Regions from separate parts of the Drosophila melanogaster genome. Here region 2 is linked to region 1. A link is a contact called in public Hi-C data. All regions are on one chromosome and are shown on one strand. The core of a region is the stretch at or near the end of the contact, and the rest is flanking DNA. Distances in the headings are between cores, read along the strand shown. Region 1 holds the start of CG11357. Region 2 holds the start of lncRNA:CR44526 (long non-coding RNA:CR44526).

The links. Hi-C and Micro-C count contacts between places; a contact is called where the count stands out from the background.
Region 2: a contact with region 1 is called in a Hi-C map of the Kc167 cell line, with 3 times the contacts expected there. A contact is called at or near these places in 3 of 107 Hi-C or Micro-C datasets (the Kc167 cell line and the S2 cell line).

The regions. Positions count from the first base shown.
Region 1 is chr3L:4,540,617-4,543,597 of dm6, reverse strand. It overlaps CG11357, which reads right to left and starts at 1,547. Exons shown (of 4, transcript NM_001259697.2): 1 at 1,494-1,547; 2 at 691-955. It overlaps CG32243, which reads left to right and starts at 2,354. Exons shown (of 6, transcript NM_168094.3): 1 at 2,354-2,533; 2 at 2,587-2,675; 3 at 2,751-2,885; 4 at 2,945-2,981. The coding sequence starts at 2,430.
Region 2 is chr3L:8,691,040-8,694,206 of dm6, reverse strand. It overlaps lncRNA:CR44526 (long non-coding RNA:CR44526), which reads right to left and starts at 1,504. Exons shown (of 1, transcript NR_124833.1): 1 at 1,016-1,504.

The DNA of each region.
Region 1 (2,981 bases), core at 298-2,797:
TATTGAATATGTAATAAGTTGAATACATATGACTTGATTGATATCAGGAAAAATTGATATAGAAATGGGTTATTTTTTATTGATAAGCGGTGTATCGGAACTAGTGAGATTTCCACTGTACCTAAGTGATGAGGTAAACACTCTCGCAGTCTTGGGCAAACATTCAGACGGGAGCGAGGCGCACAGAAAGATAGGAAGAGGGAGACGGAGCGAGGCGGCACAGTGGGACAGGCCAAGGACAACGAGTTGAAAAAGGCGAAAAGGAGCAGACGAGCCAAAACGGAGGACAACAAACAGGCATGCGTGCCACTGTGCCTGAACTTGTTCAAGGTCAGTCCTCAGCGACAGCGACGTGCTAACAAAAAGCGAAGAAAATTCATGTTGGAAAAAAGCACAAAAGAAGAGCACACAACAACAACGCCTCTTAAAGGCGAAGAAAAGAGCGAAAGAAGAGATAGATGCGTATATAAAAAACAAAAAAAAAAAACGCTACCCACACATGAAAGAGAGTGAGCGAGAGAGCAAGTGTCCCTCCCCGCAGCAACAATGACAACAATAGGATACTGTTCAATGGATGCTGATAAGCAAAAGTAAAAGACAAAACCCCTCGAAATCTGGAGAGATAGTATCCAAGCACTCGCATAATTAATTTCATACATTTTATGCTTTTTTTTATGTATTAATAGTCACCTGCTGGTTGTTCGCCTGGCTGCTTCCTCATTAGCCAGTCAGTCGAATCCTTGCGGGAGAGCGAGGGAAATGGCAACAAATGTGCGTTTTTAATTAATTTCCATGTGAAGCACTCACGCACACTTACACACACCCATCGCTTTGGGTAACAGTTCAAAAACAGAGTTAGAGCGAAAGAGACACCAATTGGGAGTGCTAATTCAACACACACGCGCACGCAGCACTTAATTTGTATAGATTTTTGGCATCAATTTGTTGTTGGCAGCTGGAATAAATTTACTTAACTTAACACAATTTTCAAGCTTGCACACAACCACACCAACACGAACACCTATACAGACGCGGCGAAAAGAAATGCAAAAGGAGATGAAGAGGAAGAAGAAGAAGCAGGCTGAAGGATGCTGGGCCTGGATTTCTCTTTCCTTTTTTCGCTGCCCAAAAAGGCGTTGACAGCGCTTTTATTCACTTTTAATTCATTTAACGATGGTGTTGTCCGACTTTAATTGTTTATGCGCTTGGGTTTTTTAAGAAAAACTGAATAAAAAACGGAATAACCGCCGTCACTCGTCGAAAAATTCTCGGCGCGGCTATTGTTCACTTATTATCATGTCATATTTTCCAACTGATTTGAAAGACAGTATTTTAGAGAATAAGTATACCGAGCGAGTTATCAGCGACGTGTGCAATTTTTATGCACTTTTTTAATATTTTAAGTGGAAAATAAAACACAGAGCGTTTCAGAGGGCGCTAAATTGTTTTTTGCCCGTTCGGAACTGAGTAACTGAGAAGCGTAGCGTTATTACCAGTCTTTTTCTTCTTTTTTGTTGCTGCCCCGTTCGAATTTCTCTCGCACTGTTAGCCGCTCTCAGTTGCTGTTAAAGCGGCGAAATTCACTGTTATATTTAACAGAGGCGTTGTTGTTAGTTGTAAAGAAGGGCTGTTAAGGGGAGTTGGCTTCATAAAACTTTTTGAATATTCAGAGTTAAAGAAATCTAGTTTTTAACAATATTTGTATCAAAACACATTTAAAAATATTAACATGTTCAGTATTAATATATATTATTTAAGTATAAATTTCAAAAACCCCAGGCATAAGATTTTATATACACCACTGGAATGTTAACTGAAAGCGGGAGATAGGGATGGAACTCAAGCATCGACACGCGTTTAAAATTTGGGGTGACCATTTCTATCGCTTTCTCATCTAGCTTGCCTAGATTTTCAAGATCCATCTGCCAAAATTGCTATCGATTAAAGTGCATCGGCTCAGTCGCCATTCGTAAGTTGTAAATTACGAAGAAACGCAATGATAATTGATTCAACCGATAGGAAACCTATTTTAACTTAACATTAAGATTTTAACTTTTTAAATTGCACTAATATCGTTATCAGCCAACTAAATTTTGTAATTACTTAATTACTTAATAACAAAAATTAGAATAATATTTAATTCGTTGAGTAATAATGCCTTTTATGAAACCTAATTATTTACAAACAGTCGAATGTAAACAATATTGGGGTGATCATAAACATTAAGAGATATACATTTTGATAAGTGTTTTATTTAATGTTTATTTAAATTACAAATATCCCTAATATGACTGGTAAATACATCATATTACTTAGATAGTGACAGTTCGTCAGCACTGACTATCGATAGCCGCCTTTTGTTGCAACTTCCATCTTCTACGTGCAACAGAAGAAGTTCTAGAAATAAGCAGGAATAAAAGTTTGCAAAAATGAGTGCTCCAAAAGGGGACGGAAACTTAGTTCCCACAGTCAGAGAAGTGCAGCAAAAGTTTGCCGACATCCTGGGCCATGGCAACGATATAACCTGGGATCTGTAAGTAGGATTCATCCGAAAAAATTGCAAATTATAAAGCTCAAGGTTTGCAGAATATCGTCGGGTCAAGAAAACATATTGAAGGCAAAGCTGTCTCTGCTGAATTTCGATTCTAACATGTTTCATGCGATCTGGAGTTATAGTGAGTTATAGTTATAGTAAAATTAATAATATATTCCAAATAAGCGTCATTATGTTATCTACTTTCTCATATCAGGAAAATACTCCAAAGGGCAGTCACTCACGTCTTTATTTTTTGTGATGGTTGTCAATAATGTATATGATCCCAAGCTGGCCGAAGAAAGTAGATCCTGGCGCCTGTATCCGGTGTTTCGATGCCGACGATGCGTGGGTAAGCTCGATAGTTATAAGTAAATCGAGAAATGTATTATATTTTTTTATTTGTACAAGATGAAACTGGACATTCCAGCAACATTGACTGTTGCAT
Region 2 (3,167 bases), core at 255-2,754, 4.2 Mb before region 1:
CACATGTCAGTAGACTACACTATATATATATACGAAGTGTGCTGGGAATGTCGCCGCAAATTCCACGAAGTGGAATACAATCAAATGATATATAAATTATATGGAAAAAAATACAATAAACCACAACGAAGCGTGTGAATTCAGCTGCAGTCGCGTGGTCTATGACAGGCTTATGACAAAAGCGCGGCGCGTGTGGCTCAAAGTGGCTCAGAGTTGTTGCTCGGCGGTTCAGTGGCTCAGTGGCTCAGTTGCTCAGTTGGCTTAGAGTGGCTTAGAGTGGGGCCCGTCTGTGGCCCCCTATCCCCCCACCCTCCCCTGTCGAGCGTAGCCACCATTTGGCGTCTCCAACGGCATCTCCGACTGGTTTTTGTCTCAGGCGATATTTGCTTTATTTTCCTACCTTTATTTATGATTATTTTTAACTCTTATTTCTTTTTTTTTGTGTTGTTTTTGCCTTGGCTTTGGCAAACACACGCTTGTTGGCTAATTTTTCTTGTGGCTTGCTTTCTTTTTTTGCGGCGGGGGAATTCCAGAAACGTTCGCGATGCGGTCTGGTCCCCCTTTTTGGCCCCTTGGTGGTTAACATTTTAATGCCAAACGGCCAGACAAGCGACGACGGATGGCACAGACTCGACACGCTGCAAATTCTAATTAATGACAGTTTTAGACATTTTTGAGCTAGACGGCGCCAAAGACAAAGCCAGCAAAAACCAAAAAAAAAAAAAAAAATAAAAAACACTAAGCTCGACTCGAAAGAGCAGCATCTAAAAAATATCGATTTTGAATGTATGAGGTGTCTGTGTAGATTCGAGACCCCAGGGCATGTCTGGCCAAAAAGCTGATGAAAGAGGCAACGGATCGTATCGGATGATCGTGTTATATAAAGAAGGGATTTTCTAATGGCCAAGAAGAACTAATGATCGATCGGTGGACTCTCAGCTTGTGTGGCTTAGTATTGCAAGTTGAGCGATGTTTTAATTTTGTATCTTTCAAATCCATCAAAAACAAATCACTTAAAGTCGTCGGACTTATAATTATTATATATATGTAAGTTCTTGCTAGGGGAAATATTCAATGATTATTTAGTTACATGATATCATTAATAATCTGGACCAAAGGCTTTTGGAAAATATTATCATAAAGTTCCGTGTTGTAATCCAATCGTAATCCAAGTCAGTTCCGCAATGCAATCGAAGTCAATATCATAGCATTGCTCAGTGGGATTTCGAGATTCCCAGAAATCCAACTAAGTCGTCCGACATCCTGTAATCTGTGATCCGCATGAGTGCCAGTCATCGAATCGAAATCTAATGGAAATCAATGGCGACTGGTGACTCACAGCCCGTTGGACTTTAAGGTGGGTGGCCGGTGGGAGCGTCGGGAGGTGGGCCGCTTGGCAAGGTCGTTGCGTCAGCGTTCCACGATGACGTCGGTCTTCGCACTTTGCTCCGCCGGGTGATTGCATGTGCCAGCCGGAGACTCGGCAGCTGTCTGTGACAGGTTCCCGATCTGGTTGCCGTTCCAGCGCTTTCGACGGGTAACCACATTGCCCGGCTGATAAGCTGTTTACGACGACCGACGTCTTGGGCCTCGGCAGACAATCAGTCATATATTACTTTATATATTTATGTGTGTGCATGTGTGGCACGGCATGCCGGCGTCTTATCAGAGTGTTCACTGTGCGAGGAGGCTAATGGTGAAATTAACGACGGGGCTCGTGCTTCGCATTGCAGCGCACGTAGACGCCTTCGAACTGTGCACTGAAAAAAACTGTTAGGTTCTTGCTTTAAGATACGAAAATACATTTTACCATGTGTTGAAAATAAGTAAATATACAATCAATAAGTTTACAGTATATATTCAAAGTTTTTAAAGTACTGGGTATAGACAAGTAAATAATAAGAATCTACGGTCTTAATAAATGTAAATCAATTATATTGATTTAAAATATATTATTATTTACTTGGTTAAAGATATTGTAAAACCTGTTTGAGATTAAAAAAAATAGCATTTATTATAAGAAATTTATTTACATAAAACGAACCGACTCACAATATATAAAAGGGGGAACTCCCTTCTTTGCGTTTCTTATTACTCATTGCTGGAAAAACTATATTAGAAGACCTGTCTCAATCATATATCACTATGATAAGCGTAAAGCTCATTCTAAATTTGCTCAGTGTATTTCTTACACCCCGTCAAGGAGTACGTGGTGCGGTGCATGGGATCCGCGGTCGGATGGTCTGGCCTTATCTGGCTGCCCGGGCCGACTTTAGTCAGCAACTAAGGGCTAGGCCAACACTTGTGCTTTCAATGTTTGTATGTGGGTCACATCGTTTCGACTTTCGATTAAAGACTTTGACGTCAGCAGCTGGCTGCCGGAACTCGAGCTGGAATCAGCGTACAGAGATCGTACGATGCATGCAATCAGCATGATTCGTCTGGGCAATGGTACACCCACCCCATCCGATATCCCTTACAGTCTAACGGTCGCAAATCTAATCGCGTTAAACTATAAAGAATTTCCTTTTTTTGGGGCTCGACTCATTTCCGGATGGTGATACCTTGCTATATCCCCATAACACCCATAGCACCATATTCCACGTTCCAGGTTGAATGTGAGTGCTAAAATTAAAATCTTACCACGATACTAGCCTATCAATTACTATCGCTAATGCGATGACCTTATATGGAGCATTTTTAGTTTTGCGGAAACACTTAATGGGCTTATCAAGGGAAATGTGTAATTGATGGTTTGCTGAGCAATTGTAAAACTAATAAAGGAAATGCCTCATGGTCAAGTGAATAGATAAAATGTAGGCCTTTTCATGACTTTGTGCTAAAAATATAGTGCTTAGTTACTCCTGAAAGGCGTCGTAATTGTGAGCTAATAGAATAAGATATCAGACTGCACGTGGCCTATCTAAAAATAGGGCAATCCGCAAAACGAAGCGGAATGAACTTCAAAAATACCTCCCGACACTCCAGACAGAGAGATTCACACTGATATGGAAATTTTTGTCATCCGCTAATTGTGACATTTAAATCAAATCTTATCAGGTGTTAAAAGTCGTAAAGCATGTAAATATATGCTGGAGTGAGTCTATCTAATGATAGCAAATTGGGGTCTGAGTCCAAGAAGCTCCCTGTAGTTTTCCATAGCGTAG